7 separate regions of the Mus musculus genome follow, and all the other regions are linked to region 2. Evidence: chromatin contacts called from public HiChIP or PLAC-seq, Micro-C and promoter capture Hi-C data. All regions are on one chromosome and are shown on one strand. The core of a region is the stretch at or near the end of the contact, and the rest is flanking DNA. Distances in the headings are between cores, read along the strand shown. Region 1 has its middle 44 kb from the start of AY702102. Region 2 holds the start of Zfp64 (zinc finger protein 64). Region 3 overlaps Tshz2 (teashirt zinc finger family member 2). Region 4 holds the start of Pard6b (par-6 family cell polarity regulator beta). Region 5 overlaps Tshz2 (teashirt zinc finger family member 2). Region 6 overlaps Tshz2 (teashirt zinc finger family member 2). Region 7 holds the start of E130018N17Rik (RIKEN cDNA E130018N17 gene).

The links. Promoter capture Hi-C pulls out the DNA fragments that hold promoters and counts their contacts. Hi-C and Micro-C count contacts between places; a contact is called where the count stands out from the background. HiChIP or PLAC-seq counts read pairs in DNA pulled down with a chosen protein or histone mark.
Region 1: a contact with region 2 is called in an H3K27ac HiChIP or PLAC-seq map of embryonic stem cells, with 3 times the contacts expected there. The contact joins the enhancer-like site here to the promoter of Zfp64 in region 2. A contact is called at or near these places in 3 of 39 promoter capture datasets (hippocampal neurons and liver), 11 of 115 datasets of contacts at active chromatin or transcription factors (the SCID.adh cell line, acute myeloid leukemia, astrocytes and 5 more) and 3 of 9 other capture datasets (adipose tissue, liver and pancreatic islet).
Region 3: an H3K4me3 HiChIP or PLAC-seq map of neural tube shows a contact between it and region 2, with 4 times the contacts expected there. The contact joins the enhancer-like site here to the promoter of Zfp64 in region 2. A contact is called at or near these places in 1 of 39 promoter capture datasets (liver), 4 of 115 datasets of contacts at active chromatin or transcription factors (embryonic limb bud, forebrain, large pre-B cells and 1 more) and 1 of 9 other capture datasets (adipose tissue).
Region 4: a contact with region 2 is called in a Micro-C map of the G1E-ER4 cell line, with 4 times the contacts expected there. The contact joins the promoter of Pard6b here to the promoter of Zfp64 in region 2. A contact is called at or near these places in 1 of 15 datasets of contacts at CTCF or cohesin (embryonic stem cells), 1 of 484 Hi-C or Micro-C datasets (the G1E-ER4 cell line) and 1 of 115 datasets of contacts at active chromatin or transcription factors (embryonic stem cells).
Region 5: a contact with region 2 is called in an H3K4me3 HiChIP or PLAC-seq map of embryonic hindbrain, with 5 times the contacts expected there. The contact joins the enhancer-like site here to the promoter of Zfp64 in region 2. A contact is called at or near these places in 3 of 39 promoter capture datasets (hippocampal neurons, liver and pre-B cells), 4 of 115 datasets of contacts at active chromatin or transcription factors (astrocytes, embryonic forebrain, embryonic hindbrain and 1 more) and 1 of 9 other capture datasets (pancreatic islet).
Region 6: a contact with region 2 is called in an H3K4me3 HiChIP or PLAC-seq map of neural tube, with 6 times the contacts expected there. The contact joins the enhancer-like site here to the promoter of Zfp64 in region 2. A contact is called at or near these places in 2 of 39 promoter capture datasets (hippocampal neurons and liver), 7 of 115 datasets of contacts at active chromatin or transcription factors (astrocytes, embryonic forebrain, embryonic hindbrain and 4 more) and 1 of 9 other capture datasets (adipose tissue).
Region 7: a contact with region 2 is called in a promoter capture Hi-C map of embryonic stem cells, with 2.1 times the contacts expected there. The contact joins the promoter of E130018N17Rik here to the promoter of Zfp64 in region 2. A contact is called at or near these places in 3 of 39 promoter capture datasets (embryonic stem cells and stem cell-derived epiblast-like cells) and 1 of 115 datasets of contacts at active chromatin or transcription factors (pancreatic cancer cells).

Annotation. Positions count from the first base shown.
Region 1 is chr2:169,918,085-169,920,784 of GRCm38.p6, forward strand. It overlaps a transcript of Tshz2 not described here. Among named protein-coding and RNA genes, the nearest start is that of AY702102, 44 kb to the right of the region's middle. Within about 2 kb of position 1,342, at least 16 of the 459 cell types and tissues checked have an H3K27ac peak or open chromatin away from gene starts, as enhancers often do. A contact at or near this core is called in adipose tissue and embryonic stem cells, where this site is marked.
Region 2 is chr2:168,954,157-168,956,856 of GRCm38.p6, forward strand. It overlaps Zfp64 (zinc finger protein 64), which reads right to left and starts at 1,431. Exons shown (of 6, transcript NM_009564.2): 1 at 963-1,431. The coding sequence starts at 1,008. It overlaps Gm39993 (a long non-coding RNA gene), which reads left to right and starts at 1,927. Exons shown (of 2, transcript XR_867023.3): 1 at 1,927-2,490.
Region 3 is chr2:169,789,192-169,791,891 of GRCm38.p6, forward strand. All of the region lies in intron 1 of Tshz2 (teashirt zinc finger family member 2), which reads left to right. Among named protein-coding and RNA genes, the nearest start is that of Gm34344, 120 kb to the left of the region's middle. Within about 2 kb of position 1,425, at least 160 of the 459 cell types and tissues checked have an H3K27ac peak or open chromatin away from gene starts, as enhancers often do. A contact at or near this core is called in adipose tissue, embryonic limb bud, liver and 1 more, where this site is marked.
Region 4 is chr2:168,079,686-168,082,385 of GRCm38.p6, forward strand. It overlaps Pard6b (par-6 family cell polarity regulator beta), which reads left to right and starts at 1,319. Exons shown (of 3, transcript NM_021409.2): 1 at 1,319-1,674. The coding sequence starts at 1,609. Gm39990 (a long non-coding RNA gene) reads right to left here and starts at 1,041. Exons shown (of 2, transcript XR_867010.1): 1 at 815-1,041; 2 at 1-75.
Region 5 is chr2:169,825,262-169,827,961 of GRCm38.p6, forward strand. The region is part of intron 1 of Tshz2 (teashirt zinc finger family member 2); the gene reads left to right. Among named protein-coding and RNA genes, the nearest start is that of AY702102, 140 kb to the right of the region's middle. Within about 2 kb of position 1,265, at least 13 of the 459 cell types and tissues checked have an H3K27ac peak or open chromatin away from gene starts, as enhancers often do.
Region 6 is chr2:169,859,475-169,862,174 of GRCm38.p6, forward strand. The region is part of intron 1 of Tshz2 (teashirt zinc finger family member 2); the gene reads left to right. Among named protein-coding and RNA genes, the nearest start is that of AY702102, 100 kb to the right of the region's middle. Within about 2 kb of position 1,322, at least 9 of the 459 cell types and tissues checked have an H3K27ac peak or open chromatin away from gene starts, as enhancers often do. A contact at or near this core is called in neural tube, where this site is marked.
Region 7 is chr2:168,153,225-168,155,924 of GRCm38.p6, forward strand. E130018N17Rik (RIKEN cDNA E130018N17 gene) reads right to left here and starts at 1,289. Exons shown (of 2, transcript NR_040327.1): 1 at 1,130-1,289; 2 at 1-527.

The DNA.
Region 1 (2,700 bases), core at 92-2,591, 960 kb after region 2:
GCTTCAAGAAGGTTACGCCCAGTCCAAAGAAGCAGCTTGGAGAAGAACAGGGAGAAATGCCATGCTGGCCCAGGTCAGCTTCTGCGCTCAGGGTATCCAGGCACCTGTCGTTACACAGTGGGCGAGACTGAAAGGAACGGAGCTTAGCTGAGTGGGTGGGTTAGCGGGACTCAGATGGTGTGAGTGGGGGAGAAATAGCCTTCTCTGGAGATGGTTTTCAGCGAGAAAGCTCTCTTTATCTGAGGGTCAGCAGGGGCTATATAAAGCTTAGGGAGTGGGTAGGGGTTTTACAGTGAATAAGCATCATTGGCTGAGGCTGAGGTTCAAGAATGCTTCATTTACATGCGCTTGCTGGGCACGTCCTAACAGAGAGAGAGGAAGTTTAACCTATACTTCGGCCACCAGGCTACAGGACTATCTCAAGGGTGGTGGAGGTGAAGGTCATAAGGCTTCCATGTAGTGGACATACAGGCCCAAAGCAAGGGGAAGACAGCACTGCGCCTGCAGGGCTCGGGACAAAATTTTCAGGGTTTGGAAACGGCCTCATTCTTGCTCCAGACTGGTTTCCCAGTCACATGACTTTCCAGCCCCACAGTGCTGCTTCAGGCAGGTTTAGGGAAGACTTGCCCAAAGAGGAAGATCTGAACTAAAAACAGAACAAAAGAGAAAAACAGCGAATAGTGATGTCAGGGCATGCTCTAGGGCCTTGTTTTTTAAATGATCTTACAGCAACAGGAGAGGCCGTTCATTCAGGCTGGGGTGTACCACAGTGAAACCTAAGGATTTTCTAATTATTTTTAATTATGACTTCCATTTATATCTTCTATAAATTACAAGAGTTCCAATTGGTCTGACGACAAGGGTTATCGATTTTTTAGACTTGAGAATTAACTACCAATATTTAAAAACCCAAGAAATGGAGTTAAATACATAGATTTCCAACTTCTCAAACTCTTGGGGAAGGCCCACCTTGCCACATAGACTCCCTGGAGCTAAGGACCGTGGTCCCTTTGCATAGGGTACACTTTCTCCAGTTAACTGCCATCCCCACCTCTCCCTGCTTCATATAACCTACTATTTACATATTCAAATGTCTGCATCATGAGTCTAAATTAGTGAGTACAGTAGCACAGATAAAGGCTGAAGGGACTCTGGCCAGCTGGAGCAACTTGCCTCTGGCAGTCCTTGCCCTTCTCCCCCATTCCCTCTGCCTCCCTAAAAACCATTAGATTACATTCCTAAAGCCAGCCACCAAGGTCTATTCCCTTATTTGGCCACTTCCTCCTCCTGAGGCTGACTATCAAGGTCCAGCAATCAAAGTATTGAAGTCCAGCAATGAAAAAGCCCCTTTTGACTCACCTAATTAACATGCCAAATCAAAACCTAGCACAGCCTCCTAGGCCATTCTAACAGCCCTTCTCCTTTTCTCTTCTTAGACGTTGCACCTGCAAGGTCATTTGCCGGTCTGTGTCTGCCAGAGCCACAGAGAGTGGCCGCTCTAACTTTTCTTCCCCCCTTTAATAAAGAATCTCTCTGTGAAAACAAGTGTTTGGGTGTGGCCTGTGCCTAATTCAGGTATAAAAGGAAGCTCCCCTCCCACCCCTGAGACACACACACACACCGAACCACTATGCTGGGATCTCCTTCAAAGGCTATTGCCCTTTGACTATCTCTTGGGATGAGTTCATAGCCCATTAAAACATTTGCCTCACACATAAAGCCCTGGGTTTAATTCCCAACACTACAGAGTCTTGTATAGTCCGTGATGACTCTGACTCCTGATTCTCCTCCTTCCATCCCCCGAGTTGTTCTAGGCCTGGACCACCACACCCAGTTCATGTGGTCAGGAGATCAGCCCGGGATTTATGCACGCTGGGCATGCACACCACCAACGGAGCTACAGCCCCGTTCTTCAGCTTTCTTTTTATTTAACAAACAGTCATAGTGTGTCTGGTATATAAAAGTGAATGTGCTAAGAAAAAAAAAACAGAAATTCAGAGTTAAAAGATACAAGCTTGTCTCTAGAAGCTCACAGATTTCTGGGAAGAAAAACTATAATTATAACAGTACCCTTTAAACACATATTCTATGTAGTCAAAACACTCTGAGATCTGTTGCCTCATCTGGTCCCTCCGGAAACATAAGTATATTGGCTAGTTTTATGTCAACTTGACCCAAGCCAGGGTCATCTGGGAAGAGGCTGTCTTAACTGAGAAAATGCTTCACATAATTGGCCAATAGGAAGTCTATAGGTCATTTTCTTGATTGATGATGAATGTTGGAGATCCAAGCTCATGTGATTAGTTCCACCCCTGGACAGGTGGCCCTGGGTACTGTAAGAAAGCAGGGAGAGCAATTCACGGAAAGCCAGTCTCCTCCAGGGCCTCAGTTTCAGTTCCTGACGCCAGGGTCCTGCCTTGAGTTCCTGCCCTGACTCCCTGGGATTCGGGACTTGGAGCTGTAAGCTGAGATAAGTGGCTTTGTATCATGGTGTTTTAGCTCAGCAATAGAAACCCCAACAGAGACACTCTGGGAAAGCAAACCAGAGTACCGCTGGTGTCAGGCTGGGCGTTTGTAGAAAAATGGACCTGGGTAAGTGAATGTGTTTGCTTAGATGACAAAGCAGCTGAGCCAAAGGAGAGAGAGTCAAACCTCGGGTACTCAGTTCCTCCGGGTTCTCTGCCTGACTCACCTAACACA
Region 2 (2,700 bases), core at 181-2,680:
GCCAGGGCTTCGCAGAGAAACCCTGTCGAATAACCAAAAAACAAAACCAAACAACAACAACAACAACAAAACAAAGACAGATCTCTCCTTAGGATCCTTATAGATAAATTCTCTGATGTGGGGACTGATTTCCCATTCCAGAGTAAGTCATCTGGTGGGGTCGTCCCTCTTTAAAACACAACCCGAAGTCCACAGCACTGGAAGACACTGAGACACATGGGGTGGGTGGGGACTGGGTTTAGAGTTCAGAGGACACTCAGGCAAGTTTGGGGAGCCAATGGCTATAATATCTGCAGTTAGCAAAGTGACTCAGGTGTTTGCGAACCTTGTCCACAGCTTTTCAAACATCTGAGGCTCCAGGCACAAGGAAAGACCTGGGATTCCGGCCCCACCCTCCCTCGGAGACCTGCAGGGGATGGACCAAGCAGCCTGTTTTGAACACATGCGCTCCAGGTGGCCGGTCCACGGTTCAGTCCGTGGCCCGTACTTTGGGGAACAAAGGCACATGGAGATAGCAATAGCTTATAGGATGTCAGGAAAATAGCAGAACCTCAAACTCACTGCAAGTCACCCCCAGCCAGGTCTTTCACACCCATATCATCCCCTACCCTGAGTGCCAGGATGGCTCTGCAAACCTGTCCGCGAGCCCCTCAGGGATGCTCCAACCTGAGCCACTGAAGCAGAAGTTTCCCTACCAGTTGGCCTGGATCACCCCACTTTCTCCTCTCCTCTGCGCCCCAAACTCCACCCGGCGGGGCAGGGGAGGTGGTGACAGTCTCCTCGCCGCGTGGCCTCCCCTGGTCTTGCCTCCCCTGGGGTACTGCAAGAGTTCCAGGCGGCTCCCGACCTGACACGCCGACTGGGCTGGCGGGGACAGGCATGCAAGGTGCGCCGTCACCCCGATCCCGGGGCCTGCTGGCTCTGTCCGGGCCAGGCCCCAGCTGCGTCTGTTCAGTACTTACTTTGCATCGATCCAGAAAAGGTGTCTCCTTCCACGCTCGCGTTCATGGCCCCAGACCTTGGGGCGCCGCTCCCGGAGCCCCACGGCTCGCTCTACATTATGCAAAGACTTTTCTCCTGCATATTTCCCGCACCAGCCAGTCTTCTCCCAACTCTGTGAGGCGGGGACGGATGTACAACCAGCGCCACTTCCGCTGCCTAGAGGGCGCTGGCCCCTTGCACCCAGCCCGACTCCCAGGCGGTGCTCTCCCGAGGAACCGGGAAAGGTCGTGGAGTCTAAGACCCGAGTACACCGATCCCTCCACCCTATCCCAGGCATGCCAGGGACTCTGTGGTCGCCTTGCGCCTTTGCATCTTGCCCTCCTGGAGACGCTCATTCCTTCGCAGATGCCAGGAGGATGCGCTGCCGGCCTGGGAGAGTGGAGCCCCAAATCCCGGGGTGCTCCCCTAGGGCAGATCCGGCAGCGTAACACCGGGGCGGGGCCTTTGCCCTGCTGCTGGGTTGAGCCGGTGAGATGGCTCAGCAGGGGTAGGGCACACGTCACCAAGCCTGGTTTCCTGCCAGCCAGCTCACATGGTGGAAACAGACTCAAGCATCTGCATGTACAATATAAGTAACTTAAAAAAAAAAAAAAAAGAGATTAGTGTGTAGTAGATGGGAGAATTCATTGGGGCTCTGCTCCACGGGGGCTTCAGTATTTCACGCAGCATGGAGGGTTTGTTAGAATTGCTTGGGGATGGTGAACTGGAAAGAAGGCATAGTGGCTAAGAGTCTGTGCTGCTCTTGCAACGAATCCCAGCGCCCACATTAGGTGACTCACAACTATTTGCAACTCTTCCCCGAGAATCCTGCACTGAAGAACTGACCTTAGCTCTAACCTTGAGCTTACCCAGAAGGTTCCACAGCCCCTTTTTATTTCCTGTTATGATCTAAGCCACAAAGTCACTCCAAGGGTCAGACTCTGAGAGGTTTATTGGGGAGGGGCTTAGAGTGGCTGCCTCTGGGAAGGGTGGAGGTGAGCAAGGGCGTTGATCAAAAAGAGGCGGGAAGAAAGTCCGCCTTTTAGGGACTATAGCACATGCGCAGGGGAGGAATGTGGCTCAACTTGGCTCCTACTGATGACGTAATTGCCGTCTCAGGGTCCCTGGGTAGGTTGTGGAAGATGTCTAGTAACTACCATCCCTCCCTTTCGTTCAATATAAAAGAGGAGGAACTAAGAAGGGGTGATGTTGAGGCCGGAGAGCAATTTGGACTATTTCCTGTTGTCCGGGGTTGTCGCATGTTCGGGCATTGCTGATCCTCACCATCAGGGCACACTCCGTAACCATGAGACTCAGGCTTTGTGGCTAGCAGCCCGTAGTCCCGTAACAGTAAATTAGTTGTTTGATTAGAGAGTTTTTTGAGTTTGTTGTTGAAGAAATGCCAGAGGAGAAGAAATTGATAAAAGAGGGTTCGATGACAGCCAGGAGGGGCAAGATTTGAACTGCCCTTTCATCATGTCTGGCAGCTATTGCGTGCAACAGGAATTGGTAAGAGCTCTTCTCCGTGTGTCACCCCCAACTTGGGGAAGAGAAATATTAGCATGCAAACTCCTGACCAACTAGGGTGGTAGGCCAGAGTGCCACAAAGAATCGAGGGGATATGAACGGGCAGGCACTGGGGCTGAGATGAGGTAGCAAGGTTACGGTTTTGTTGCAGTCTAGGGAACGTGTCCCAGGTGCCATAAGACAGTTTGTCAC
Region 3 (2,700 bases), core at 175-2,674, 840 kb after region 2:
GTCCCAGAGATCTGCATGCCTTTGTTTCACAAGAGATCAGAGGTGTGTGCCACCAATGCCCATGGCTCTGGAGATCCAAACAGGGTCTTCTGCTTACACGGCAAGCAGTTTGATGGCAGAGCTATCTCCCCGGCCCCTGTGAATCATTTTGCCTGCTTTAAGCCTACTTCCCTCTGCGGTATCCAGTTCTGTCCCATCTATACAGAAGATACATGCAAAACAAATGGCAACTGGACTTTTTGGTTGTTACAAAGCTTAAATAGAAATGTTTGTGAAAACCTGGGAAAGTTAGTGTATCTTTGGGACAATCTTTGAGCATTTTTCTATATCAGACTGCTTAGCATGCCAACTTCAACTCATCCCTGGAACATAATCTTTTCTAGGTTGTTTGATTTCAGATTTTTAAGATAAGGGTTCTCAATTGGGGCAACTGTTTCGCAGTGGATGTCCAGAGACACCCAGGGAAATTTTTTCTTGGTCTCACTGGTGTGAAGTGCTTTCAGGTCTCAGTGGGTGGAAACCAGGGTGCCTACTCAACATGTCACCTACCCTATCCCAGGTGATGACACACCGATTCTTAGACATCCCACATAGGAATAAACTACTTGTCTGTGTCTTAATTTTCTGTTGTGAGTTTAGCACAAAAGTATAAGCCCAACTGTTCAGTATCAGTCAGATGTGGCTGAGTTTGTCTTTTCCAGTCAGAGCCTCGAGTGTATAGAAATGATACAGCTTGATAATGGATGGTTTTGAATTTAACATGTGTGGATGATGGGATGAGAAGAGGGTGGGAAAATGAGGAGAAAGGTAGGGAAGCCATTCCTGCGCCTCCCCATGACTGTCATCGCATGAGACCTTGCTGTTCTTCAGGTGACAATCTCTGTGAAGTGGGAATACCGGGGAGAGCAGCCATTGGGAATGTTATTGTCTTCCCTTGGGAGCTGTGTAAAACTGGCTACTTTGTGCTTAGCAAACAAATCTCTGACTTGACTCACTTCTCCCCCCCCATACCCCTCACCCCCCAGGCCCCCAACCCACCCCCAACCCCAACCCCTCCCCACCCCGGTGAGACTCCTAAGGAGAATAGAATCTCACAGGGTGAGATTCACCCTTCCCTCCCTCAGGCGCCAACAGAGGTGAACACTTGGTCCATGCCCTGTGTGCTACAAAGACCTCAGCCATGCCCGCACACGGTGTGGCCCACTGGATGCCAGCTTCTCTCCAGACACTATTCCTCTTGTTTTGATCTGATTTTTTTTTTTCCTTTCCTAAGTTCAAACTTTTCCCGTCTCCTTTCCCATCTGTCTGGGAGGCAAAACTGATTCCTGACAATGTTCTGGTCAGCTCTTTTAGATTTTTTCCCCCTTTGGGGGGAGAAAAGTTGATTTCCTGTTCTAGTGAGCCATACATCACTGACATCTCAGTCTGTGCTGCTTGTCTGTGACAGAATGACAGGTGTCATTTATCACTGGGGCTTGCGGAAGCTGTGGGAAGAGCGATTGAATTTTTTTTCTTTCTTTCTTTCTTTTTTTTTTTTTCCTGGGCTGCCAGATCATTAAAAAGGGGGCTTTCCAAAGAAAGCTGTGTGTAACCCGAGTGCACTTACTGTCAGCGGAAACCTGGGAGAAGGGAGAAAGCAAAGGGGCGGAGAGAAAGGGAGGGAGGGCGGATAGGAGGAGCCAGTGCCAGTAGCTGTGCCGCTTGCCCTGGCTCAGCTCTTGCCGGTGCATGCTAAGTAAGGCCTTAAGAGATTTCCGCCTGGCAGGGGTGCCAAGGAGGAAACTGGAACAGGAAACCTCTTTGATACTCCTGCTATGCATCCCTCGCCTGAGGGTGGGGAGACACGTTCTGTACTGGATGGGGCTGGACTTGAAGTAAGATCTGCACAGAGGGCAGGCAGGAAAACCTATCTGAACTAGAGGAAAGGACTCTGTAAATCACAAGTGGAAACCGAGACCTGCTGGCAGGCTCGTCCCCCAAGGAGACATTTACAGCATCCTGTTTGCAGAAGCGCACTCGGAAAGTGCCCAAGTATATCTTCTAAGTGCATCTCTCCTTTTGGCACCATCTCTACCACCAAATGGCTCCAGGGACCAGGAAACAGACTCCTGGCTTATCAGGTTTTTTTGTTGTTTCTTTTTTCTTCCCGAAATGGGAAACTTCCCTTCTCCTGCCCCCATGGATGGTATCAAAGCGATAAAAACAAGTTACTCTCTAGTGCTAACTTTGTGCTATTTTAAGTAACTTCTTTTTATCTTATTGTTTTTACATTACAGTGTGTGTGTGTATGTGTTTGTATGTGCGTGCATGTGTGTGTGTGTGTGTGTGTTTGTGTGTGTGTGTGAGCACACTTATAGAGGTTAGAAAACAACATTCAGTATACAAAGTAGGCACTGGGGATTTGATCTCAGGTCATCAGGCTTGGCTGCAAGCGCCTTTACCCTATAAACCATCTTGCCAACTCTTCTGTGTCTCAGTTTAACCTTCACTACCATTCTCAGATGGCTGGCTTCTTTACTTTTAGCAGGTGGCACTGATATTCAGGGCTGTGCAGTTCCAAACCGCAAGGTGTCCTCTGTGGCCAGGTTGGGCTTCAAAGTCAGGCTGTTTAGTTCTGGGGCCTCTGCTCTTAGCCAAAGAGTCATTGCGCAGTAAGGCCTTTGTGAGTGTTTGTAAGTCTGGGATGAGCATCTGGCCATT
Region 4 (2,700 bases), core at 69-2,568, 870 kb before region 2:
GAAGGCCCCTGATCAGCTAGCTCTTCAGCCCTCTGTGGGGTAGGAGGGTCGTCGAGGGAGACTTTCACTTTTCTCCTAGCACCAGCAAGACCAATGGGTAAACAAAACAGAGAGAGAGGCAGCAGCCTCAGTGTGGGGCGCTCAGAGATTAGGAATTGGTGTTGTTACCCCAGGACACAGCTCGGTCACTGGGGGAACAGAACACAGCCCAGAGGCTGGCGTTGGTGCAAACAACAAACGGGCAAGAAATTGCTCCACAGAGAGACGACTTCAGCCTCAGAGGGCGGATGGTGAGGCCCGCAGGGAGCCAGGGCCTGTGGGGACCATCGCAGGCCTCAGCTCCCTGGTCCTCTCCTGATACCCAGGGCACCCTCGGGACAGGGAAGATCTAGAGCAGTGGTTCTCAACCTTCCTAATGCTGTGACCTCGCATTCTGATGACCTCCAGCCATAAAATGATTTTCCTAGCTACTTAACTGTAATTTTGCTACTGTTATGAATCGCAATGTAAATATCTGTGTTTTAGGTCTCAGGTGACCCCGGAGGAAGAGTCGTCCTGGGGTCAAGAGCCCACAGGTTGAGAAGCGCTGATTGAGACGAAAGTGCAGTTTCCAGGCCTAGACATCCCCCCACCCCCGACCCCCAAGCTTCTCCCTCTAATGACTGCTGCAGAGGCGGGAAAACTTGAAACTCTTTCCACAATAGTTTCAGGGGGCCGCCAAGAAGCCGCAGCATGGGGGGGGGCTCAGGCCGAAGAGGGGCCCCAGATGCCCAGTCACCCCACATCATCACGGCAAGGGAACGGCTGTACACACATTCCAAGCAGGTGACTAGGGCGCGTTAAAGATACGGGCGCTCCCGACCCGACCCAGCCGGCGAAAACGCTCGCGCGCATGCGCAAAATACACACCCTCCTGAACGGCAGTCCAGGTGCGCTCGCGCTTCCGGCCGGCCTTCCCCATCGCCTTCTCGGGGCGGAAACTCTACAGCCGGCGCATGCGTCCTACTGCTCCCCCGGCTCAATCCAGAGAGGCCCCAGAGCTTCAGGTGATCCCGCCCCTCCCTCGCAAGGCAGGACCAATCGCGAGGGCTGTGGGCGGGGCTTCCCAACCACGAGGCCCGCCCACGGGCCGCGCGAGCCCCGCAGGCTGCGTGCCGATTGGCTGACGCCGCGGGCGCAGGTGCGCGCTTCCCATTGGGTGTGGGCGGAGCGCAAGCCGCGCGCCGAAGCTGCAGGTGAGCGCGCGCACGTGCCGCGGCCGCGGCCCAGCTCGGTGCACGAGCGCGCGGGCGCGCGTCCGCGGGGGAGGCAGCGGATAAGGGAGGCTGCGGCGGCTGTAGGGCTGTGCTCCGCCCTCTCCTCACCGCCGCGGCCGCCGCCGCCCCCGAGCCTCGCTGGGAGGGACCGGTGTCCCCGCCTGCTGCACTGGCAGTCCGACCCTCAGGCCGCCGCGGAGCAGCCGGCACTGCGCTGCGGGGAGGACCTCAGCAGGTGCCGTGACGAGGCGCCGTGCGGCGCTTCGAGTCCCGAGCCCGCGCTCCGCGGCCCCGCCGCCCGCGCTCCCGAGGGCCGGCCCCCGACGAGGCCGCCGGCGGCCGGGCACTCAGCATGAACCGCGGCCACCGGCACGGGGCGAGCAGCGGCTGCCTGGGCACCATGGAGGTGAAGAGCAAGGTGCGCGGCCGGGCGGGGCAACGGGGGCGAGGGCCGGTGGGATGGTCGACGCGGGGCTGCCCCGTGAGGACGCAGAGTGGCGGGATGGTGGACCTCGGCTGCCCCTGTGGGAACGCGGGCGGAGGGCGAGCTGCTGGCCGAAGCACGTAGGAGAGAAACTTGGTGGAGCGCGGCGATGTGAGGCGTTTGCGTCTGCTCCGCAGCACAGCCCCTGTTTTCTATCCTTCATATTCCCGCCTTGCTTTTAGGGTGGGATGAGGATCGCTCCAGTGCAAGGTGATGGGATAACTTTGGGGGATCCCTTCACCCCGGGCACGAGCCAGAGGCTTTCGGAACACCTTGTTGTCTTCTCGTATAACCTTTTATTGGGGCTCGGGGGTACATCGAGTGGAGGAGAGCTCTTTTTCCAGCCCTAACTTTGGTATGCGTCTAATCTATGAAATTAGCGCTATCGCCTTACTCTGGTGCTGCGCTTGACAATTTGAGACGCTGCTGTTTTCATTCCGACTCTTCATTCGGAATGCTTTCCCCCTTGGCGGATCTGCCAGTCTTCTGTTAGTGACTTCAGTGTCGGTGGGATTCCTCAATCCCAAGGCCGGGTGAGCAGAGTAGCCCGTGGGGATTAGCTGGAGAATGCCGTCTTCCAAAAGGGGCTTTTCAGATGGAATCTGAAGGTGATCCGTAGCCACCGGAACATGTCGCCAAGCTTCTCCTGACTTTGAACGGCCAGGAGGGGCAGGATTATGTAGCCTGGTTCTCGGAGAGTTCTGAAATGATAAGAAACCCTGCTTTTAAAGGGTGTGACTTCCCCCAAACTCGGCTGTAGGACCAGGTCTTGCCGATGGCTTTTTACTGAGCAACTTGTAAAACGGTGGTAGAGGGCATTGCTGACCGTGAGAATTTAGAGCAAAATTGTGGCTAGACACACAGAAGGAGCGGTGTATCGAACACCCACTGCAAAAATAAGAAGCGTGGTGGTTAAGGGACCCCTGGGGGAATGTCGGTCCGGGAAGTGGGGTGAGTGAG
Region 5 (2,700 bases), core at 15-2,514, 870 kb after region 2:
TCAGCTATACCGAATGGGAAACCCTTGGTGCATCTTTGATAAGACTTCCTAGGTACTTCCTAGCAAAGGCTAAGGGCCAAGCAAGTTGGCTAAGTGGTCCCACCAACTCTGGCACTCTCACTGAGCACATCCTCACCAGCCCGCTGTTTGGGGGGGGGGTGGATCACATCAAACCTGGGGAGCCCGGTTATAGGGGTGATCCCTCTCTTTACCTGCTTGCAGTGCTCACCTGGCCACATTTCCTTCCTGTTAAGTTCTTTCTCCCGTTCCCAAGTCATCTCTGCCTAACATCATCTAAGCGTAGCCACCAGCAGAAGAAGGTGATCCAGGAACACTCATCCCTGCTCATCACTCAGGGAGGAGTTATCTCTTTATGATCTAAACATAAAAGCCTTCCCCAACTTGAAGGTGGGGTGTGGGCAGGAGTACTAAGAAAGAAGAGGAGGAGGAGAAAGGAAGAGGAAGAGGGGAAGGAGGGGGAGGAAGGAGACCAAGATGAGGAGGGTGTGTGGAGGAGGAGGGAGAGGAGGAGGGAGAGGGGAAGGAGGAGAAGAGGACTACCATGAGGAGAAAGCAGCAGCTGCAGCCACAAGAGCACTGAGGAACAGATAGAGAGAATGACCCAGGGCCTTCATCTGGTTAATTACAGTCCTTCTATTTCTTTCATTAAGCCTGGTGGTTTTTAAAGGAGCCCCTGCCTTTGTGTGCGCTACCTGAACAGCTATGCTGCAGAGGGGGACTAGCTAATCAATTCCTGGCCCTGTGCCTTTTAGAATTCAATACCGCACAGATACAGAGCAGTGGTAATGGTTTTGACACACTCAGCGCATGGCCGGGAGCTACAGAGCACTTGGGAGGGGGTGTCACACCCAAATGAGTACACCTGGCCTCTGGTCCCGACACGGTGCCCAGAAAACATAGCCGTACGGTGAGAACTCCTGTCCACTCTGTCGATCCATTCAAGATGCGTCTTCCTCCTGAACCGGGATCGATTGGGTATAGGTACCTCCACCCTCCATGCCATTTGTCATTTCTGATATAATACCGTGTTATCGTTTAAGGCTGTAATGAGAGAGGTGTCTGTGCTTAAAACACACGGGTGTCGCAGGCGTTGACAAATGGCCGGACTGGCTTTGTCTCTGCCGCAGTGAGCAGTTGGCTGGCTGTTTGCTTTTTACCTTTTCTCCAAGAATAACCGTGGGACGCGTTCTGGAAGCGAATGGTATCGCTTTGTCAGTGGTGGCTCATGGCAAGCCGGGTGGTCCTCAAAGAACAGCTGCAGGATTTTAGCACCCGACAGGATGGGAGCCCAAGGCCCCCACGTAAATCTGAAATGACTCAAGCGTCACAGGGCTGCTTTTGCTTGCAAAGTTCTCAGGGCTCTTTGGGGGTGGGCCTTTTTTTTGTTTCTTTGTTTTGTTTTTTTTGTTTTGTTTTGTTTTGTTTCGTTTTGTAAAGTGAGAGGACAGGAAATGATGCTATTGGGAAGAGGAAAAGTAATGTGTGTTAGATAACCATTTTATTCAGGAGCATTTCTGGGAAGAAAGAGTTTCAGCAGGAATATGAGTATCCCCGGGGTAACTGGGGGTGGGGGTGGGGGTGGGGGTTGATGCACAGCGCCACAGGAGCAGCAGCCCAGACTAAGCAACTCACCTGGCACTCAGATCACCCACCCTTCTCATACATCATCAGGCCTTGCAGAAGAGGCTAGAGGCAGGTCAGGAAGACGCCGGCCCTGGCCCTGGAGGGACTCATGACGATGGTACTTAATCCATCAGGACGGGCAGTTTGTCAGGACAAACATCAGCTGTCTTCTTGCTCATATTTCCCTTCTCAGAACTCATGAGTCGCCCCACCACCACCACCACCACCACCAAACACCCCTACCATTCTGATTCAGATTTGCTGTGCTGTGTTTGGAGTGGTGGCACTTCAGTCTGTCTTCCTCAAGGGGAGGGGAGGGGAGGGTCGCTCATCCATCACCGACACCCATCATGCATCAGCACACAGTCCCAAGCTCCAAATCTAAACAGATTCTCTGAGAAGTATCTGACAGGAATCTCTGCACTCCACTTGGGGTGAGTCTGCCTGTTTCTGGAACATCCACCCAATTGTCAGCGTGCGGTACAAAATCTACACTTGACGGTGAAGTGCAGGTCAGAAAAGCTTGACCCCGAAAGTGGCCTGCTGGTTTTGAATTTCATGGGGCAGGAATGTTTCCTGGTGGTAATTTCACTCTTCCCAATCCTTCCAGGTGAGATTAAAGAAATAGATCCCACAGAGACCAGCCAGGAAGACCGTAGGAAATACAATGGCTTTGAGACAGAATAAGACCAGGAATAATTCGTTGTGACTGCAAGAAATGAGTGGAAATATAAATATAATTAGGGCTATCTCTATTCCATTGGATACCCAAACATATAATAAACACTAATAGGACCCATAGCCTCATAAATATACATAGTACTTTTAAAAAATTTTTTATTAGGTATTTTCTTCATTTACATTTCCAGTGCTATCCCAAAAGTCCGCCATACCCTCCCCCCCGCTTCCCTACCCACCCACTCCCACTTCTTGGCCCTGGTGTTCCCCTATACTGGGGCATATAAAGTTTGCAAGACCAATGGGCCTCTCTTTCCACTGATGGCCGACTAGGCCATCTTCTGATACATATGCAGCTAGAGACAAGAGCTCAGGGGT
Region 6 (2,700 bases), core at 72-2,571, 910 kb after region 2:
ATAAATAACTGATGGCAATAATTTTAAATTTTCTTTAAAGTGGGTGTGTTTGCTTCCTTGCTTTCTCCTTGTTTCCTCTTCAGATCATCTCCCCTTTTTCCTTTGCAGATGAGGAGAGTGGGGTTTTCACACTGCCGCTGTAAGCACACACACACACACACACACACACACACCCCTAATTCAGATGCTAATGAGCCTAGAGGTCATGAGGACTTTGGGGCTAGGTCTAAGATTTGAGTCTCAGCTTGCCCTCTTCTAACAATAATTTGGGGCAATCTATAAAGACAGACACTTTAAACACTTTCCCTGAATGGCTGAGCTGGGGTATAGTAAGCAGAAGCTGCTGCTGTCATGGCATGGATGTTCAGTCTACAGCCATAGCCTCCTCTCTCCTCCCGGGCCTGCCGTTGGGTAGTCACAGCAAGACCTCTCTCTACAGAGGACCTGGCCTCCTGACTTTAGACGCGCTTTAATGGATGAGGGAGATGTCATCGAGCAGCTGGCAACTTGGGAGGTTGGATTAACAAAGAAGTTGTGATGCTCTGAGGCTGGGGGTCTGAATGGCTGCTTTAAAACAAGAAATGGACACCTCAGGCGTATTGGCATGGGGTTCAGAGACTTCTTTGTTGTAGGGGCTCTCTGTGTGTCCATGGAAGGATGCTCAGTGACCCCCTTCACCTCTCCCCTCCAGATACCAACAGAGTCCTCCCCATGACTGGCCTCACCTCATCTGAGACAAAGATGCTCATAGAGACATCTGTGAGTCCCATAAGAGGCCAAAGTCACCCCTGGTGAGATTTACATCTTGTGGGGTCTGATGCTACTTTCTAAGGTGAACTTTCACAAACACTGGCGTGGCCCCCCCAGAATTGAAGCTTCCTTCAAGAGTTAGGAAAATTTGGGGTCACAGATTTACATGTCAGTGTAGAAAACGCAATTTGCTTTGCATGCACAACTTCCTGCGCCAACAAAGAACTTGGGAAAAGAAATCGCTGATCTCACACCATCTTATTGAATAACATTTTTGCAAGCTCTAGGCCTCCCTACAGAAGAGCAGGCACCCAGGGCAGCTAATACTATAATAAGGAATGTACAGAGCCCCATTACCAGCACATTCCTAGGAAACACTTCAAAGCTGGTTTTGTTTTTTTAAAAAAAAATCAAAACAAACAAGGGTCAGCAGGTCTCCCTTACAGCCTCTGTCTATTTATAATTATATTTTTATATAAACACATTTCATAACTGTGGCAAAGGCTTCATGGGCTCACGGTGGCAAGTGTTCTTCAAAACCGTCTTTAATTATTCATTTAGCTCTCCTATATTTTATCTTCCTTTTCATAAATGTTAATCTTTATTATTGCCTTCCTGGGGGGGGGGGAGGAAAACACCCCCTCGCACGCGGTCACACCTGCTATTAAGTAGCCTCTCAGGGTGACGTGGATGAATTTGGTGAGTGGTTTAATTGTCTCCTGTCTGCAGTTTTATATGGTTTCTATCAAACTGAAGGGTAATTTTTTTTTTCCGGGTGCTGCTTATTTTAAATGTACAAAACCCTTGTGTGTAACTCCATTAGATTCCCTACAGCATTGCAATCTACCGTTTCCCCGGGGCTCTTGTGAAATATTGATGGGGCCCTTGCTTTTGTGGCTTCCTGTGATACACTGAGCATTTGTCTGATGTTAGCTGAGCTTGAATGTATCTGTTCAGACCTAGCTCGGCAGTGACTTCAAAGGGAGCAGGACTGTAGCAATATTTTCCCTCATTTTTTTTTCTTTCCATATTTTTTTTTCATTTTCTCTTTTTAAACAAACTAGGGTGCCAAAGCTTTGACACGATACTCGTCTTCTAAAGGTCACTTTTGAAAAAGTTCAAATCGAGGACTCCTGGGTACCGAGCAAACCGCCAATATCTATCTACCGGTGACGTGTGCTTGTAAGGATCACATGTGACTTTAGGTGGTTTGATGCGGACAGAGTCCTGTCTGGCAACACATATGTGCATACATGTGGCATGCACATGCGCACACACAGGATCGGGGAGGAGCCTGGTTTTGTGGATTTGCCAACATCTACAAACAGATGAGAAAATTCACTTCAGACACACCTGTTTCCAGATGTTGCTCTCTCTGTTGAACGTCCCAGCACTTGAGACCAGGGTTCATTTTGGTCCATGGTCTCTGCTTGGCCTGTGAATCTATCTGTGGATACATTTTTAAACAGCCTTGTAGCAGTCTGATGATCTTCAACACGGGTGTCCTGGCCTTGCCTGGTCTTGCACCATGGGCTTGGTTCATGTGTGCTGTGGAGGGTTTTCTTGGGCTTCAGAGGAAGTTTATCAGCATGTCCCAGGCCTAGATGCTAGTTAGTATTAACTCTCTCCCTCAGATGGTGACAGCTACAATACCTCCAGACATTTCCACATGTCCCTCGAGGGCGCAGGGGTGTAACTGCCCCCTCTCCTGATCAAGAACCTAGACTTTAAGCATCCCAAAGTGTGCCTCCAGTACAATATAGAAGTATTGGTCGCTCCAGTGTCACAGACAGTGTGACAGCGGGGGAGGGGGGGGGGAGAGGGCTGGTTTCCAGATGAACATTTCAGATGAGCAGTACAGTTTGTTGTTTGATTGCATATGTGTGGACACACGTTTGTGGGGGTGCCGGGGCACATGGGTACCTGTGTGTGTGGAGACTCGAGGGTCAC
Region 7 (2,700 bases), core at 39-2,538, 800 kb before region 2:
GGGCTCTGGGGAACGGAGCCTGAGGAGCAGGCCAGAGCTTAAGCCGCACACAAGAGCATCCCACCTGAAGACTGTTCCAGTCCGTGTGAAGGGAGCTTTGAGCCAGGCCTGTGCCCCCTCAGGTCTGCAGGAGACCATAGCTGATGTCTGCAGCCAACCTGGGTCTGCCCTCAGCGCCATGTGCCCAGAGGCTCAGTAGCTCACTAATTTGTTGTTAACCACTGTTTGTTTCCTGCCAAGCCAAAACATCTTGTTCATGAGGTTTTACCTTGATGAATTTTCTCCATGAGAGGTACTTTCCAGTGAAGGAAGGATCCAGGACTCAGGGCAGAGGCTGTCCATGCAGCAGGCAGTCTGGCTATGGTGGCCTAGACTGGCTTTTCACCTTAATCCAGCAGGGCTAGAAGAGACCAGGAGGCCAGGTGGTCCCAGGAAAACTAGTCAGGGGCCCTGGTGGCAGAAGGGACACTTTGCCCACAGCAGAGCAGGCATGAGACGGAACTGCAGGGAGACGGGAACAGATTCTCCTGTTTGGGAAAAAGCTGGACGTCAGACATTTTTTTATTTTTGAAACAAGGTCTTGCTTTGCAGCCCTGGCTGGCCCAGAACTTGGCATGTAGACCAGGCTGCATGTTGGCCCCGCAGCAAGGCTTAGCCTGGGTATACTGGTACACTCCTGTAATCCCAGCATTTGGGAGGAAGAGGCAGGAAGATCAGAAGTTTCAGGTCAGCCTCAGATTAGCTAGAGATGACCTTTAACTCCTAATCCTCCTGCCCCTGGCTCTGCCCCTTCAGAGGCCTCTGAGATCAGATGCATAGAATGAGGGACATCTGTCCATCAGGTTGTACTAGCTCCAGCCCAGACTTCCCAGCTCTTAGCTTTGGCCCCTGATTCTGACGTCTTATAAAAACTCCAGAGACAGGTGACTCCACTTTACAAGGAAGGAGCTCTAGGCTCAAAGACCTCACAGTGTCCCTCTCCCTGCCTGTGTTCTGTCTGGGTGGACCATAGCCTCTGTCCTACCCATGGTGACACGTGGGCGAAAGGATCTGACCCCAGCTATGAAGTCCCAGAGGGACCCTGGGTAGGATCCCTCGGCTACCATCTACCCAGTTACATTTCCAGTACCTGCAGAGGGCACGTGCTCTTCCTCAAGGTTGTGCACCCAGTAGGTGCTCAATACATTCCAGAGATATCTGACCTTCCAGCTCTGTTTGGCTCTCTGTCTGACAGCAGAGAGCTGACAGAGAAGAAATGGCGGCTGTAGGGAATGCTGCCCTGCCCTGGCTGGCCTGTAGGGGTCGTCCTTGGGTGCTAGGCTTGGAGTCCCTCCCTTCCCCACCCCCAGCCAGCAGGAGAGAGGCTTAGCTGGGCCTCCTCCCCCAGCGGGGGGCCCCAGGAGGGCCATGGGGAGGAGCCTGCCTGGCTGGAGCTGGGAGGGCTCTTGCTGAAACACAAAGCAGCCAGGGGAGGTTCCAGGCGCCTGCTGGCAGCTCTGAACCGGCTTCTTTCTCTTCCTGCCTTCAGCAGTCCTGGTGGTAAAAACGCCGCATGACAGATGGCTAATACCGAAGCAAAGATGGAGGCCGAGTCCCACACCTCCCCAGCACCCAGCCTCCTACACAATCATGCTTTTGTGTGTGTGTGTGTGTGTGTGTGTACACGCTCATGCCAAGGCAGCAAGCATACCTGTAGTGGTCAGAGTACAAGAGGTCAAATTGTTTCTGGGTTTTTGTTTTGTTTTGTTTGTTTGTTTGGTTGGTTGGTTTTTTGGAGAATCTTGTGTAAGACCAACTGGGTTGGAACTCTTGTTTTGTAGACCAGGGTGGTCACTTGCCTCTTCTTGCCAAATTTTGGTATTAAAGGTAAGCACCACCCTGTCTGGCTTAGAGAGCAGTTTATGGGCATTGGATCTTTCCACCATGTGAGTCCCTAGGATGGTGGAACCATTTGTCAGGCTTAGCAGCAAGCACCTGTACTCACTGAGCCATCTCATTGGCCCTGACCTGTGTTTTCAGATGGTTGTGTTCATGTTAAAGCTTTGGGGAGAGTCAGTTGGATTCTCATTATGACCGTGAGACGTTTTTATTTGGTGGTGGTGGGGTGTTTGTGTAGGCATAATGAGAAGCACCCCAACTTATTTGGTGGGGACACACTCAAAATTTCCTTTTCGCAAATCTGTGTCGTCCTCTGATGTCTGGGGCTTGTATGGTGACATGATTAATGGAACCTGCCTCTACTCCTGGGATCCCAAGAGCATCCAACCCAGGAGTGACAACCTGGAAGCTGTCCAACACAGCCAGATGCCCCTTGAAGGCCCGATGTCTGTCCTGGGTTATCAGATGGAAGATGGCTGTGGATAGTGGCCCAAGGCCAAGGGGTCCACCCTGTCTCCTCTGAGCTATCTGTGGTAATTTCCAGAAGGAACCCTGAGCTTCAAGCTCAGTAGGTAACGGCCTTGCCTAAGGAGCCTGAGCACCTGAGCTCTGTCCCTTGACCCCGAATTTCAAAAGCAGGGTGTGCAACCAAGTATGACCTTGTACGAGGCAAGTAAAACAGGGGGTTCAGGAGCTTAAAGTCACCCTCAGTGACATAGCAATCTCAAGACCAGCCTGGCACATAGGAGCCTCTTGTCTAAAAATTAAACCAGTTGGTAGTGATGGCACTATTGTAATCCCGGAACTGCGGAGAGGAGACGG